Regions from separate parts of the Mus musculus genome. Here regions 2, 3, 4 and 5 are each linked to region 1. The links are chromatin contacts, called in public targeted proximity ligation maps. All regions are on one chromosome and are shown on one strand. The core of a region is the stretch at or near the end of the contact, and the rest is flanking DNA. Distances in the headings are between cores, read along the strand shown. Region 1 has its middle 24 kb from the start of Mtss1. Region 2 holds the start of Sqle (squalene epoxidase). Region 3 overlaps Gm36617 (a long non-coding RNA gene). Region 4 holds the start of Ndufb9 (NADH:ubiquinone oxidoreductase subunit B9). Region 5 overlaps Gm36617 (a long non-coding RNA gene).

What was found.
Region 2: a contact with region 1 is called in a targeted proximity ligation map of CD8 T cells, with 7 read pairs. A contact is called at or near these places in 7 of 39 promoter capture datasets (the 3T3-L1 cell line, the C10 cell line, the HPC-7 cell line and 4 more), 3 of 484 Hi-C or Micro-C datasets (B cells, female germline stem cell-derived STRA8 germ cells and liver), 19 of 130 datasets of targeted methods (the 230-238 cell line, CD8 T cells, the SCID.adh cell line and 12 more) and 3 of 9 other capture datasets (adipose tissue, liver and pancreatic islet).
Region 3: a contact with region 1 is called in a targeted proximity ligation map of DN3 thymocytes, with 4 times the contacts expected there. A contact is called at or near these places in 12 of 484 Hi-C or Micro-C datasets (B cells, the G1E-ER4 cell line, bone marrow-derived macrophages and 7 more) and 9 of 130 datasets of targeted methods (DN3 thymocytes, bone marrow-derived macrophages, craniofacial prominence and 5 more).
Region 4: a targeted proximity ligation map of the SCID.adh cell line shows a contact between it and region 1, with 15 read pairs. A contact is called at or near these places in 4 of 39 promoter capture datasets (embryonic stem cells, hematopoietic stem and progenitor cells and liver), 5 of 130 datasets of targeted methods (the SCID.adh cell line, embryonic stem cells, pancreatic cancer cells and 1 more) and 2 of 9 other capture datasets (liver and pancreatic islet).
Region 5: a contact with region 1 is called in a targeted proximity ligation map of thymocytes, with 6 times the contacts expected there. A contact is called at or near these places in 8 of 484 Hi-C or Micro-C datasets (CD4 T cells, bone marrow-derived macrophages, embryonic stem cells and 3 more) and 7 of 130 datasets of targeted methods (bone marrow-derived macrophages, craniofacial prominence, embryonic basal ganglia and 4 more).

The regions. Positions count from the first base shown.
Region 1 is chr15:59,104,818-59,107,437 of GRCm38.p6, forward strand. No RefSeq gene overlaps it. Among named protein-coding and RNA genes, the nearest start is that of Mtss1, 24 kb to the left of the region's middle.
Region 2 is chr15:59,313,783-59,316,402 of GRCm38.p6, forward strand. Sqle (squalene epoxidase) reads left to right here and starts at 1,310. Exons shown (of 11, transcript NM_009270.3): 1 at 1,310-2,347. The coding sequence starts at 2,063.
Region 3 is chr15:59,279,689-59,282,308 of GRCm38.p6, forward strand. The region is part of intron 2 of Gm36617 (a long non-coding RNA gene); the gene reads left to right. Among named protein-coding and RNA genes, the nearest start is that of Sqle, 34 kb to the right of the region's middle.
Region 4 is chr15:58,932,499-58,935,118 of GRCm38.p6, forward strand. Ndufb9 (NADH:ubiquinone oxidoreductase subunit B9) reads left to right here and starts at 1,303. Exons shown (of 4, transcript NM_023172.4): 1 at 1,303-1,440. The coding sequence starts at 1,340. Tatdn1 (TatD DNase domain containing 1) reads right to left here and starts at 1,240. Exons shown (of 12, transcript NM_001368428.1): 1 at 1,181-1,240. The coding sequence starts at 1,202. Gm36559 (a long non-coding RNA gene) reads right to left here and starts at 778. Exons shown (of 2, transcript XR_875364.2): 1 at 1-778.
Region 5 is chr15:59,262,586-59,265,205 of GRCm38.p6, forward strand. The region is part of intron 2 of Gm36617 (a long non-coding RNA gene); the gene reads left to right. Among named protein-coding and RNA genes, the nearest start is that of Gm36617, 18 kb to the left of the region's middle.

The sequences.
Region 1 (2,620 bases), core at 69-2,568:
GTCCCAGTTCATCACTGATGGAAATCACAGCTGGAATTCACAGGGCAGGAACCTGGAGACAGGAACTGAGGCAGAGACTAAATGCTTACCGGCCTGCTCACAGTGGCTTTAATCTGATTTGAAAGAAAACAAAAACAAAAACAAAAACAAAAACCCAGGGTTACCCACTTGGGTTGGAACTGCCCACAGCAGATTGGGCCCTCTCTTATTCATCATCAGTGAAGAAAATGTCCCCACCGGCTTTGCCGATCTGGTGGAGAATTTTTCTCAACTGAAGTTTCCTTTCCCTAGATGGACCAGGAATTGTGTCAAGTTGATAAAAACAACAACAACCACAAGAGTTAATCAGGACACCCCAGAGAAGGAACCATCAGTTGATGTCTTTCTTTCTTTCTTTCTTTCTTTCTTTCTTTCTTTCTTTCTTTCTTTCTTTCTTTCTTTCTTTCTTTCTTTCTCTCTCTCTCTCTCTCTCTCTCTCTCTCTCTCTCTTCTTCTTCTTATTATTATTATTATTATTATTGTTGTTGTTATTATTTTACTTAGAAGGATGGTGAGTGACTTAAAAGCAGATCCACTGAAGCTCACAAAGGTGATTCAATGAGTCCTTGAATCCCAAGGACTCGTTGCATAACTTTGGCAAGCTTGAGTCCCAAGATCACATAGAGTTGAGCGGGAGCAGGAAAGATAGAGCGACTGAAATCTTAGGTGGGAAACAGGGCCCTTTCCCCTACTCCTTCTAAAGGGAGTGTTAACGGTCCTGATGTTGTGTGGGTTTCGCACATGGAATCACAGCCTCTCCATTTTCAAGATTACAAGCGTGTTAGCCCAGACAACAGTGTTCTACAACAGTGGCCCAGAGCGTGGTTACAGAAAGTTATTACTGGTTTATTATGTTCGTTGGAGAAACAACACTCCATGAATCCAGGTGACTTGGCCAATGGCATGCAACTAAGTGACATTCTTCAATTCCAAGTTTATTAGCCAGAGCTAAGCCTCTCAGTCTATTTCCCTCCAGGCTGAAAACGCAAGCAGACCAATGGCCAAAGCATTAGGGACTCCCTGCATTTCTTCATCTACTTCCTCTGAGGCTCTTGCTTATGGAATTCTCTCTGTTGCTGCCTCTTGGTGCCCAGTCACTAAAACCACTTTCAAATGACAATGTGGCACCCACCCTGGGAAGATGGAGTCTCTGTGACAGAAGACCTTGATGAGAGGGGATCCCCTGAGTCAGGAAGAGCAGACAATGGACGTGCTACAAGGAAGAAAGGGGACAGGCGACATGAGTCATCTTGCGTGCTTAACCACAAAGTGCCCGAGGAGGCCTCTGTGGTGTTTGTTTCCATGGCTCCCCACCCACCGGCAGTGTTCATTTCCTCAGGGGTAGTGTACACTCTAGGCATTCTTCTCAAACATTTGCCGAGTGTTTCCATGGCTGATGGACCGTTATGATGAGGCTCATCCACATAGAATAATGTAAACACACTCCCTGGGCAAGGACAAAATTTCACTTTTTTCTTACATCAAAGTCTATGGGTGGCCCTGTGGCAGACTCCTGTCGGGTCCATGGTGTAGCCAGGAATCTGGTTCCTGTGTTACCTTCTAGCCTATGTCTTGTTTCCCTGAAGTTCCCTTGTGGTTCAGGATGCCTACCAAAGGTTTGAATGAGAAATGTCCCCCCAAAAATCACAAATCTGAACACTTGGGTCTCCCATTGGTGGTGCTGTTTGGGAGAGGTTATAACATGTTTAGGACGTGGGTTCTTCACTGGGGGTGAAGTTGAGGTGTTGACAGTTGCAGTTGGCTGCAAAATAAGAGTCTGTTTCAAGCACACACACACACACACACACACAGACACACAGACACACACACACACACACACACACACACACACAGAGAGCAAAAAGTCAGGGTATTATGTGTTCATCCCACTAAATGTCACAGTCACCCATAAGTCTCCCTCAAAGATGGGCCCTCTGCTCTCTCCTAAACCCTGCTCTAATGAGGGGGTGGAGGGTACTGTCTCATGAGGCACCAGTGAGCTATCTGCTTCTGTCAGCAGCACCCGTATTCCTGAGGCCTTCAGCCCACGGAACCAGGATATGCAGTGGGTGGAGTGGAGTAGCAGGGCATGGAGGTCTAATCTCAAGCTTCATAATCAACAGATGACAGCAGGGGCTTTGGATGGACATTCCTGCCCACCCCTTCCTGTCTCACAGAATCCAGGTCGAATTGCATATCTTTGGCAAGCTTCATTTGTGCCCCTTAAAAAAAAAATGAGAAGAACATCAGCAGCCTGGCTAGGGGTTCTGGATCGCATCACCATTGTAGGCTGAGTGTCTATTTGCTGGGGACAGGGCCCTCCCTGTGCAGCACAGGGTGTTCAGCCTCTAAGGTGTCTACCTTGTAGCACCCACAGGTTTTGACAGCCTGAACTATCTCCAGACATTTTTTACATGTCCCTAGGTGAACTGAACCAATGAGCTAGTTAGTGGTAAGGACAAGGTGTGCGAGTTACATGATTGTTTAGTAGATGTAATAACTATTGTCCCACTCTTATTTATACTGTGAAAGCATCTATTCAAAGAAAGTGTAGCCTCCTTGAAGAGGAACAAGACCCTAC
Region 2 (2,620 bases), core at 60-2,559, 210 kb after region 1:
TGTTAAGAGCAATGGCTTCTATGAGAGGTCCACAGTTCAAGTCCTAGTGCTCGAATGGCTGCTTACAACTGTTACTGTAGTCCCATGGGATCCAGTGCCTTCTTCTAAAGTGCAGCCATACATGTAGACAAAATACATAAGTAAACAAATCGAAAGGAAGGAAGAAATGTGGAGCTAGATAGAGTTGGCTGTGCCTGCTGCAAAGGGTTGGTAGGATACAGTTCTGTGAGACTTACTTCTTTCATTATTAAAGGATAAACGGGTTAAACAACTGTACCTGTTTGAATGACTTAAAAAAAAATCGCAGAAACTAATAAAGATATCTGAGAAGTGTTTAGGGTGAGACCTAAACCATAGATAACTAAGAACTCAACGAAAGCTTGATAATTAAATGGTACTGTCGAGTCTGAAATTCGGTTACATGACAGTAGCTGTGGATAGTATAAAATGATGTTGTTAGTCTCATGAACGACGGCAGATAAACTGCTCGGTTACTTCTGTAACAGAAAGGTAATGCCATTCTTGCAAGACTGCTGTAAGGGTTGAATGAATGTTTGCAACGCTCTGGCATAGTGCTTAAAACATAAAATGATCTTATTAAACAGTTTTGGGATTGCTGTTGATTAGGACATTTTTTTTTTTTTTCCTTTCTCATTCTTTCTTTAACCCGAGAAGGATTTCACTGTGTATCTCTGACTGGTCTGGAACACGCTATGCAGATCAAGCTGGCCTCAAACTCACAGAGATCCTCTTGCATCCCGAGTTCTGGGATTAAAGGCGTGATCCATCTCCACCTACTGACTTCTCTCATTTTCTTTAGTCCTCGTCCACTAATTATGGCAGGTTCGCCGGCGTGTCACGTCCTCCTCGCCTTTCTAGCCCGTGATCATCCAGTCCGCCCGGATGACTCCTGTAGCTCTCTTGCGTTTGAGCCACCAGGAGCCACCAAGAGTTCCTCCAGAGCGAGCTCCACCCTCCGCAGGTGGGGCCTGAGGACCCCGCGGCGGCCAGGCCGAGCGGGCACCGCCCCATTCACCCACCGGCCCCGCGCCCACCCCACGCACCCGCCCCGCACCACGCAACATCGCCCTAGCGCCTCTGCGACTGGCGCCGCGCGGAGTGCGCCGCCCGCCATTGGACAAACGCTCTATAGCGCCATCTCAGCCTACCGCGCGGTGCGCGCTCTCATTGGTTCGGACGGCGTGGGAGGCGGGGTCCGCTCAAGGGGCGGTGCCGGGCCGGAGCCCCGCCTCCCGGTCCCTGGGCTGGGCCGAGCCCGCCGGGCGGCTGAAGCGCGTGGGGCCGGGTTGCGAGCGGGGCGCGCAGCGGTTACTCTGGTTACTGTCCGCGAGGGATGCTGGGGACCCGGCGGGCAGGAGCCTTCGCCTCGCTCTGAAGGACGCTCATCCGAGACAGCCATTCACTCTCGAGGAAGGCAAGTGTCGGTCGGACAGGTTCCCGGCCGTGACTTCGGGGCTTGCTTGAGGAGGAATCTCCAAGGGAGGGCTGAGCTGCCAGGCTGCCGCCGCGCTTCGGGACGCCGTGGCCATCTTTTGTTGGAGAAGGCTGCCGGGGCAGTGTTGCTAAGGGCAGCTTTCCCAGCACCCAGATCCTTCTACGCTCCCGACTCCTTCCTACCGAGCACCTGCTGCTGGTGACAAAAGACCGTTTACAGCCAGGCGAGCGGACATCGAAGTATACAGCCACATTCGCACCCCTCAGCCCAATAGAGAGGCCCGTGTCCATCAGTTGGCTGAATGAAGAAGTGTGTAATCAGGAGCCGTTGGGGTAGGCAGGCTTTAAATGCTGCCTTTTAAGATCTGGACAACTTAAGATACATTTGCACTCTCAATGATTTCAAAAATTGATCACATCTGACTCGTGATCCTGAAACTATTTATTGGAAGAAGTTCGACCGGTTGCCCCGAACCCCTTTGAGAACTACATTTTGGGGACATTTTAATCACTGAAGACCTTCCGAGGAAAAAAGACCCCCCCAAGAGACCCCCAAAACACAAAATCCTCAGCCTTGGCTGGTGCCACCAAAGAAGCCTTTTGAGCCATGTGGACTTTTCTTGGCATTGCTACCTTCACCTATTTTTATAAGAAATGCGGGGATGTCACCCTGGCCAACAAGGAGCTCCTGCTGTGCGTGCTGGTGTTCCTGTCGCTGGGCCTGGTGCTCTCCTACCGCTGTCGCCATCGACACGGGGGCCTCCTTGGCCGCCATCAGAGCGGCGCCCAGTTCGCTGCCTTCTCGGATATTCTCTCTGCTTTGCCTCTTATTGGCTTCTTCTGGGCCAAGTCACCTGAATCAGAAAAGAAAGAACAGCTGGAGTCCAAGAAGGTATGCCTGATGCCACAGTGGGCAAATGAATGGGATCGTATTTTAAACTTCAGATCGAGGTCACTGAAGTTTATGGTTTCTTTAAAAGTCACGAAAGTGGTGGCTTAGAAGCGTCAGTGTTCTCATTTGATTGCGTTTCTTAAAGTTCTGGACTGTGTTGTGGCTGTGCTCTTAGGGAAGATGAAAAGCATTTGTTGTGTGAACCTCAGGGATTGGGTGTTGATTTTGGTAGGAAATGTTAGAATTTCATTTGGGAGACAGACTCACTGTGGC
Region 3 (2,620 bases), core at 58-2,557, 170 kb after region 1:
CCCCCTAGTCTGAGCCTTAGAGTTCCTTATCCTTTTCTCTACCTTATTGCCACACTCCCAAAACAGAGCTGCAAACTCTAAGGATTCTCAGAGCATACGGATTTCAAAATCAGCCAGCCTGGAAGTCAAAAAGCTTATACACTCCTGCGGGGCCGGGAGCTCTTAGTTCCCGACTCTCCTTGGAAATTGATCGGATGCTCCATCGGCTCTGGAAATGGGGCTCCACCCACTGTGGGTTTTGACTCCTGCCCCAGATGATCTTTTCAACACACAAATTGGAACGCATCATTCTTTTGCTCAAACACCCCCCCCCCCGGGGGGCTTCCCAGTGTACACACAGTGGCCCCAGGCTCTTTCCCTGACGTCAGTGTCCTCAGTGATCTGACCTCTTCGGCTGCCTCATTCTCCCTCTCCACGCCATGATGCCGTGAACCTGCTTTGGTCTGACTCCCCTGTTAAGTTTCCAGCCTATCTGCGTCTCCGCACTCCGGACATTTGCACTGGCCAGTCCTGAGGGTCTCAGCTGAAATGTCACCTCCCCACGGAGTCTTCTTGCTTCACCTTTGCCAGCTGTTCTGTCTCCTTGGTGCTTTTGTTTACTTCAGACCACTAAACCACAACCGGAACTACTTATTGTTTGTCTCTTGTTCTCCGCCTCCCAGCAGGCTGCAGACTCGCTTGAGAGTAAATGGTCTTTTTCACTGTTAAAGGGATACATCTGGAGTCCTTCAAACAATGGCAGCTGAAACAGCAGCAACAGCAACAACAACAACACATTACTATTTCTTCTGTACCTATATTGGGCAGCCACGTTAATTTTTCAACGCCTGTCAGTTTGCCTCCGATTTCAGCAATTACCCCCGATCCAGGCCTTCGCATTACTTTCTTGGGTTTATACTTGCTACTTTTTTTTTTTTTTCTATCACAAACACCGGGACCAAAAGTAACTCGGGGGAGAAAGGCTTTATATCACCTTGAGGGGCTATCACCAAGGGAAGGCAGGTGTTAAAGCAAAAACCTGGAGGCGGGAACTGAAGCACGGAGGGGTGCTTACTGGTTTGCTCCCTGTGGTTTACTCAGCTTGCTTTCTTTTTTGTTTTGTGTTTTTGGTTTGTTTGTTTGTTTCCAGACAGGGTTTCTCTGTATAGCCCTGGCTGTCCTGGAACTCACTTTGTAGACCAGGCTGGCCTCGAACTCAGAAAGAAATCCACCTGCCTCTGCCTTCCGAGTGCTGGGATTAAAGGTGTGTGTGCTCCACCACATCAGGCTTCAGCCTGCTTTCTTATGCCACCCGCGACCACAGGATGGCACCACTCACAGTGGAATGGGCCCTCTAAGGCAATCATCAGTAAAATGTTCCGTAGACCTGCCTACAGGGCAATCTGATGTTGGTCATTCCACACCGGGAGTGAGGTTTCTTCTTTCTGGATGACTCCTGCTTCTGTCTAGCCACCCCACAACACACATGGACATGAGTCATTCACTCACTAGTATCTATGAGGAGTCCATAAGCCCAGCTCAGAAGGGCGCTTTCACCAAATCTAACACCAAGTTTCTAACTGAATGGGAAAGCAGGCGAACAACTCAGTAAGGTGGTCCCCCGACACTGTAGTAGAGAACTACTGTATGCCCCAAGGGATGGAGAGGGTAGAGATGGTGATGGCAGAGGTGGAGAGGGTGGGGTGGAGGAGGTGTAGGGGTGAAAAAGTAGAGGATGGAGAGGCTATGGGTGTAGGGGGTAAGAATGGAGAGTGTAGGGTTTGAAAAAGTAAGGATGGATAGTTTAGAAATGGAGAGGATAGGGTAGAGAGGATGCAGATGGAGAGGATGCAGATGGAGAGGATGCAGATGGAGAGGACAGGTGAAGAGGGTAAGGGTGGTTAGGGTGGGGGTGATGAGTGTAGGAATTGAGAAAGTGGGGGTGTCCAGGGTAGGGTTAAAGAAGGTAAGCATGGCATGTAGGGAAAGAGAAGGTGGAAGTGAAGAAAGGTTGGGATGCTAAGGTGGAGAGGGTAGGGGTGGAGAGTGTATTTTTGGAAAGGTCAGGCATCTCCATGCCGCTAAAGGTTCTGGCCAAACTTCCCATAAATGGCTCTCGAGCAACTGTCTCCAGGAGTTCCCAAGTAGATAAGCAGTGTCCGAGGGGAGTCTCAGATGGATGAGGTCGTTCAGATCCACGAGCTAAAGAGCTATGCCGGCGAGTTTGCACTGAGGTACAGCTTGTGAGCCAGGGAGGCGAGGCAGGCATTTCAGAGATGCGTCTGTGGGAACTGAGTCCCTGCTTCATCCGTCTCTAAGGAGCTAAGTGACCTTGTTTCCTCTTCTCTGGCTGGCTGGTAGGTACTTAACGAAAACCAAACTCTCCATACTTTGAAATTTTCCACGAGCATCCAGGCCCTCCACCCACCGCCCCACCCACTCCATATGAGCACCAGTGCACTGGATAGTCACATTTTTCCTAGCAAAGCAAGTGTTCTGAAAAAAAATTGCAATTAGTGGGAAATCTTGGCTCTGATATGGTCATAACTTTGAAAGGAACTGAGACTATAAATAGGAAATCATAGGTTAGCACCATGTCTTATATTATTAATCATCACGCCCAGGTCAGACTACACACCCC
Region 4 (2,620 bases), core at 53-2,552, 170 kb before region 1:
AGTGTCTTGGGAAAATATATTGCTTAAGGTGTCTCTCAGATTTTACTGTATAACCTTAACCACTCTCCTGATTCCACTTTTGAGTGCTCGGAGGATGTCTCTATTTGGATGTCCTTTAACTCACGAATGGACCTAATCTATTAGATCCAGATGGCCTAGGTATTTCTTAACCTGCCATCTTTGGGTCTTCACTTCCCACAACAGGCATGAACAGTCAGTGCTAAATGCTATGCACAACCATCCCATTTCTCTTTTTCTATTCTTTTCCCTGTTTGCAAAACCTGAAATACTTACATTCGTCCCCTTATCTGCCACAAAATCTACAAAACGACTATCAGGGTAACCTCCTCCCTGTCACTTCCCACCCTTAAATAGCAGGGAAAGTCCACAACGACGAGGTTCATACTGAGACTACCCACATCGGTATCCCAGAAGGCAAGACTCTTTCCGTACAACTGGCACTCAAAGATTTGCTGAAAAGCCTTCATTGGAACGCCACTCCCAATAGAAGTGAAATTTAAGTAATCGAGACTTTAGGGTTCCAAGTTATCCTTCCAACCCTGACTCTTACAATGTCCCCCATTTTGAATCCTTGCCGCACTCTCCAGCTGTCGGATGGATCGTGGAACTTGCGAGGCGACACAATTTGCCACCCCCTCCCGTCTGAGGACTCCCGTTTATGTCTAGATGGCCTGTGAGCAGGACTTGGCCACATTCCCGGGACTCAATGTCAAGCCTCCCAGAGTTGTCTGTGGTATGAAGGGATGACTGAGTGAACCGGTACCTTGGAGGGACTGTCAGGCCGGCCATGTAGAAGAGTTCACGAAAGACAGAAGAAAAGTGATTGGCTTGGGGGGCGGTGCTTTTTGAGAGATGGGAGGACTCGGGGACTAGCCCATGCTAGGCGATCAGTCTACGGCTGAAGCACACCCCACACCTATTCCTCTCTTTCCAGTTGAATTAAACACACACAAAAAAAGCACAAGTCACAATGATTCATTGCCCGGGAATGCTCATAAATGAACATGCACTAGGGAAACCATCCTCCAGCAAGAACCAGATCAGTCATTGCCAGCACGCGAGGCCTCCGGGCATCTTCCGTGCCCTGGAAAGGCCATGCCGCGAAAAGGGGACCCGGGACTGTCAGCGAGGCTCACGACCAAGACAAACCTGCCCTTACCCACGAACTTGAAGAGACTCATGACGGCGCGGCAGGCTCCTCCCAGGGAAAAGCGGAAGTGGCTCAGAGCACGCTCGTCCTTCCGGTTCCGCCTCACAACCGCCCGCTTCCGGGTTCCCGGCAGCCCCCGCGGCGGCCGCTGAAGGTGAGCCGGACGCTATGGCGTTCTGCGCTCCCCCGGCCTACCTGACCCACCAGCAGAAGGTGCTGCGGCTGTATAAGCGCGCGCTGCGCCACCTCGAGTCATGGTGTATCCACAGGTGGGGAGAGGGGACCCGGGGCTCGGGGACGGAAGCCGAGGGGCCCCGTGGGCCAGGCTGATCAAGGACTTGGGGGACACAGTGAAGGGAGCCCGCCCTTGAACCCGGGTCCCGATGCAGTCCTCTCTGCTTGATCTGGCGGAGATGATTGTGTGGGGCGCAACCAGGACCCAGCGTAGAAAGTTGCATGAAGAAATAAAAAGTACCTAGGACTGTCATTGTCATGGATCTAAAGCTAACGTTTTTATGACTCTGTCGTCCCTAACCTTAACAGTAATTTGTCCATTATCTTTAGTTTGCAGAGTAACTCAGATATTAGTGATTATTTTAGCCTGATTTTACAGATAAGCAGGCTCATTCTATTCCACCTCCTACGTCATTTTATTTCTTTAACCATTGTTACTAGTCTTCTCGTTAAGTCTCATACGGTGGCATATGTTGGGGGAGACAGATATTCTCCATTACATTATGAGTTTGAGGCTAGGCCAAAAAAAAAAAAATACCCTTCTTACAAACAAACAAACAACAATATAGTGTTAAAACGTGTAGACTTTCATGACCTAAAAGAAATGCAAGGGGCAGTGACAACCGAAGATGTGTAAGTCCCATACCGCTACACTCTTACCCTAAAACCTAATCCCACAAGGAGGACTTCCAAGAAAAAGATGGAAAATCAAGTAACCCTGTAAGACCTGCAGAGGGTAACCCTGGAATCCTAGGATACAAGTTTGTGGTTACATCTCTTTGTTATGCAGGCTGGTGCAGTGTACAATGCTGAACAGTTGCTAGCTTCTTTCCTAAGTTTTTCTTATTTATTTAACAGAATTTGCAATTCAGCGTCCATTCTGGATGGCAAATAAATGACAGTTAACCCTTGATTTTGAGCTGCAATCCCATGGATTAACGGGGAACGTGACGGGGAAACTCAGAAGGAACAGTGTTACTGAAGAAGTTAAGACTTCAAGAATCCAGACAGTGTTATAGTACAGTTGGAGATATTAGGGCTCATATTCATGGAGGGAATAATCAAACTAGCTACTATGACAGCACTAACAGATTTGAAAGCTGACATCTTTTCTTAGTCCTTGTCCGCATCAGTTCCCTTAAAACAAAACAAACAAAAAAACCCGTGTTGATATCACCTGTGTGACAACCTTGCCTTCCTCCTTGTTGGGACAGC
Region 5 (2,620 bases), core at 51-2,550, 160 kb after region 1:
AGGTGCCAGGTGATGGTGGCCCCATGGAAAGCACTGGGAAAGCATTAAGCAGGAGAGACCAAAGAGCCATCAGAATAGCAAGTGGGAGTGGTGAGGGAGGAGGAGGGATCAGAGAGCATGGAGAGATGACATAGGAGTCCCAGAAAATCATCTACACAGCCAGGGAAATGCACCAGGGGGACAGAAGCAGGCTAAGAGAACCGCTGGCCACAGAGGCCAGAGAGGAGAGGACAGCCTAGCCATTGCAGTCGCTGAGAAGATCTTGTCAAAAATGTAGACAAGCTGGGCAGAGGTCTCTCCTCACAAGCAGAGTAGGAAGCATCTCTCAAATTCTTGGCTGTAGCTTCCATTAACGACAGTGGATCTCTTATAAATTAAGCTCCTCCCCCATACCCTCAAAGCAGTTGAAAAGTCAAAAGAATAGTAAGATCCCACCACTGAAGATAATCTTCTAGCTGTCCTCATTGTTTTGAACAAGACCTCTTTCACATTGGAAATGGAAAACCGTGTTGTTGCCTGCATACCATGGGCTTTCACCCCTCACCAAGGACAGGTCAACACCCTCAGTACAACATGACCTCCCCTCCCCCCCCCACCCCCCCCACCCCTCACCCCCCCCCCCGCTCTACTACCCGTCCTCCAGCCTGAACACCAAACCCTCTTCTTCTATCTTCTCTTCCTCACTGGCACCAGATCGCCCTGGAACTTGCAAGTCTTTCTCCAATTATATCCCAGAACAAGAGCAATGAGATGAGATTCTTGCCTCATTTCTGACCTTTTGAGGGGCTTTTATTTTTTTTACTACTCCACCTGGATGCTTCCCACCCTCTATCAGCATATACGCATCATGGGCACTTCCTGGAAGGCTGTGGAGAAGAAAGCATCGTGGTAATTAAGGAGCCAACTTTTCCTGTCCAATTACCATGCCTAGAAAGCAACAGAAGCCCAACCTGAATGGAGAGGCTCTTGCCGGCTGCTGGATAGCCCGAGTCTCCACCCAGTGGAGGACGTCCTTCTTTGGAGGCCAGCAGTCTGCTTGTGGTTGGGTGATCAGCAGCTGCTTCCTGTTTGCTTCCGTGCTGTCTTTGGAGGCATTGCTATCTAAAATTGTGTGAGAAATAGAAACTCTGGCCTGTGAGGACCCTTTTCTATGAAATAAGTTCCTAGGAATGACCCTCCTGATTCAAGTAAATGGCCTCACAGTGATTTTGATTGCACGAGCCTCTGGCACAATTGCCTTGTCACTCTCTCTTGCCTCGCATGACAGTTTTCATGCCTCCTCCTCTATGTTGCTAACATCTGGGGCCAGATTAATCCTTTATGTGGGCAGGGGAGAGGGCGGCTGACTGTCGAATGCATTGTAGGATGTGTGGTTGCACCTTGCGTCTGTACCCACAAAATGTCAGAGGCACCCTTCTCCCATTCAATGGTGACCATCCCAAATGTCTCTTAAAGATTGCCAGATGTCCTCTGGAGGGGTGTGTGTGTTCGTGCAGATGGGGAACTCTCAGGGGAAGACAACTGTCTAGTTCAGCTCTTTATTCTCTTCTAATGTTTTGCAGACTTCTTGGCATAAGGCCCGGGTGTCCAGTGAGGGACGAGAATGTGAATCACACTCTGTTTGGCAGTGGACATTTAAAAAACTTCTCTAGATGGTCACTGTATGGAAACTCCCTCTATAATCTTTTCCTCTGGGTCACATTCAAGTTGTGGAGCAAGCTCTGCTGCTTCTCTACCTCTGGGGAGACTCTGTGACCCAACTTTTCTATCTCAATTTCCATGGAGGTCAATGGATTTGAAAGCAAGATTTTCCTGGGGACTAAGAAATGGTCCCCAGATGCTTGAGTAAAATATAAGGGAAGTATCAATGGGTCTTTGGGGATGTTAGGGGAGCAGAAGCTCAACTATGACAGGAGATCCACTGGGCAAGGCCTTGGGTGGTTCGGAAATAGCAGAGACTTGCCAGGCTGAGATAACAGATGTCTAAGTGGATAGAGGACTCAGGGCCAGCAAGACTCTGGAAACCTGGACATTGACTAAGTTCTCAGGTCCTTGGCGCAGACTGGACATCGTGGGGGAAATAGAATCTTCAAGATTGACTGAGATACTGTTAAAGCTTGGAGTGTAGATTAAGTTGCTTTGTTGGTTTCTGGCATACCTGACTTCTGACTTGGGATTGGTACCATGGCAAGTACAAAGTGCTAACTAAATCAATAGTAGCTAGTATTTATTGAGTGCTTATTATGTACCAGACACTGTTCTTTCAGTTTTTGATGAATTTTCTCCTTTGATCTTCACAAAGTTCCCATGAGTAGGTCCCATTGATTGTAATCTCTTGAGTTAAAAATAAGGAACTGAAGACATATTCTCAAGGTGGTAGATGCAAGACAGTAAGAATCACAACCACGGAGCACCCACTCTGAGCCAAATACTGTTTGATACTTTGCAGGCACTGATTTATTTAATTCTCACAACAACCTATTGAAAGAGGTACTATTGCCAGGTGTGGTAGTGCACACCTTTAATCCCAGCACTCGGGAGGCAGAGGCAGGCAGATTTCTGAGTTCGAGGCCAGCCTGGTCTACAGAGTGAGTTCCAGGACAGCCAGGGCTACACAGAG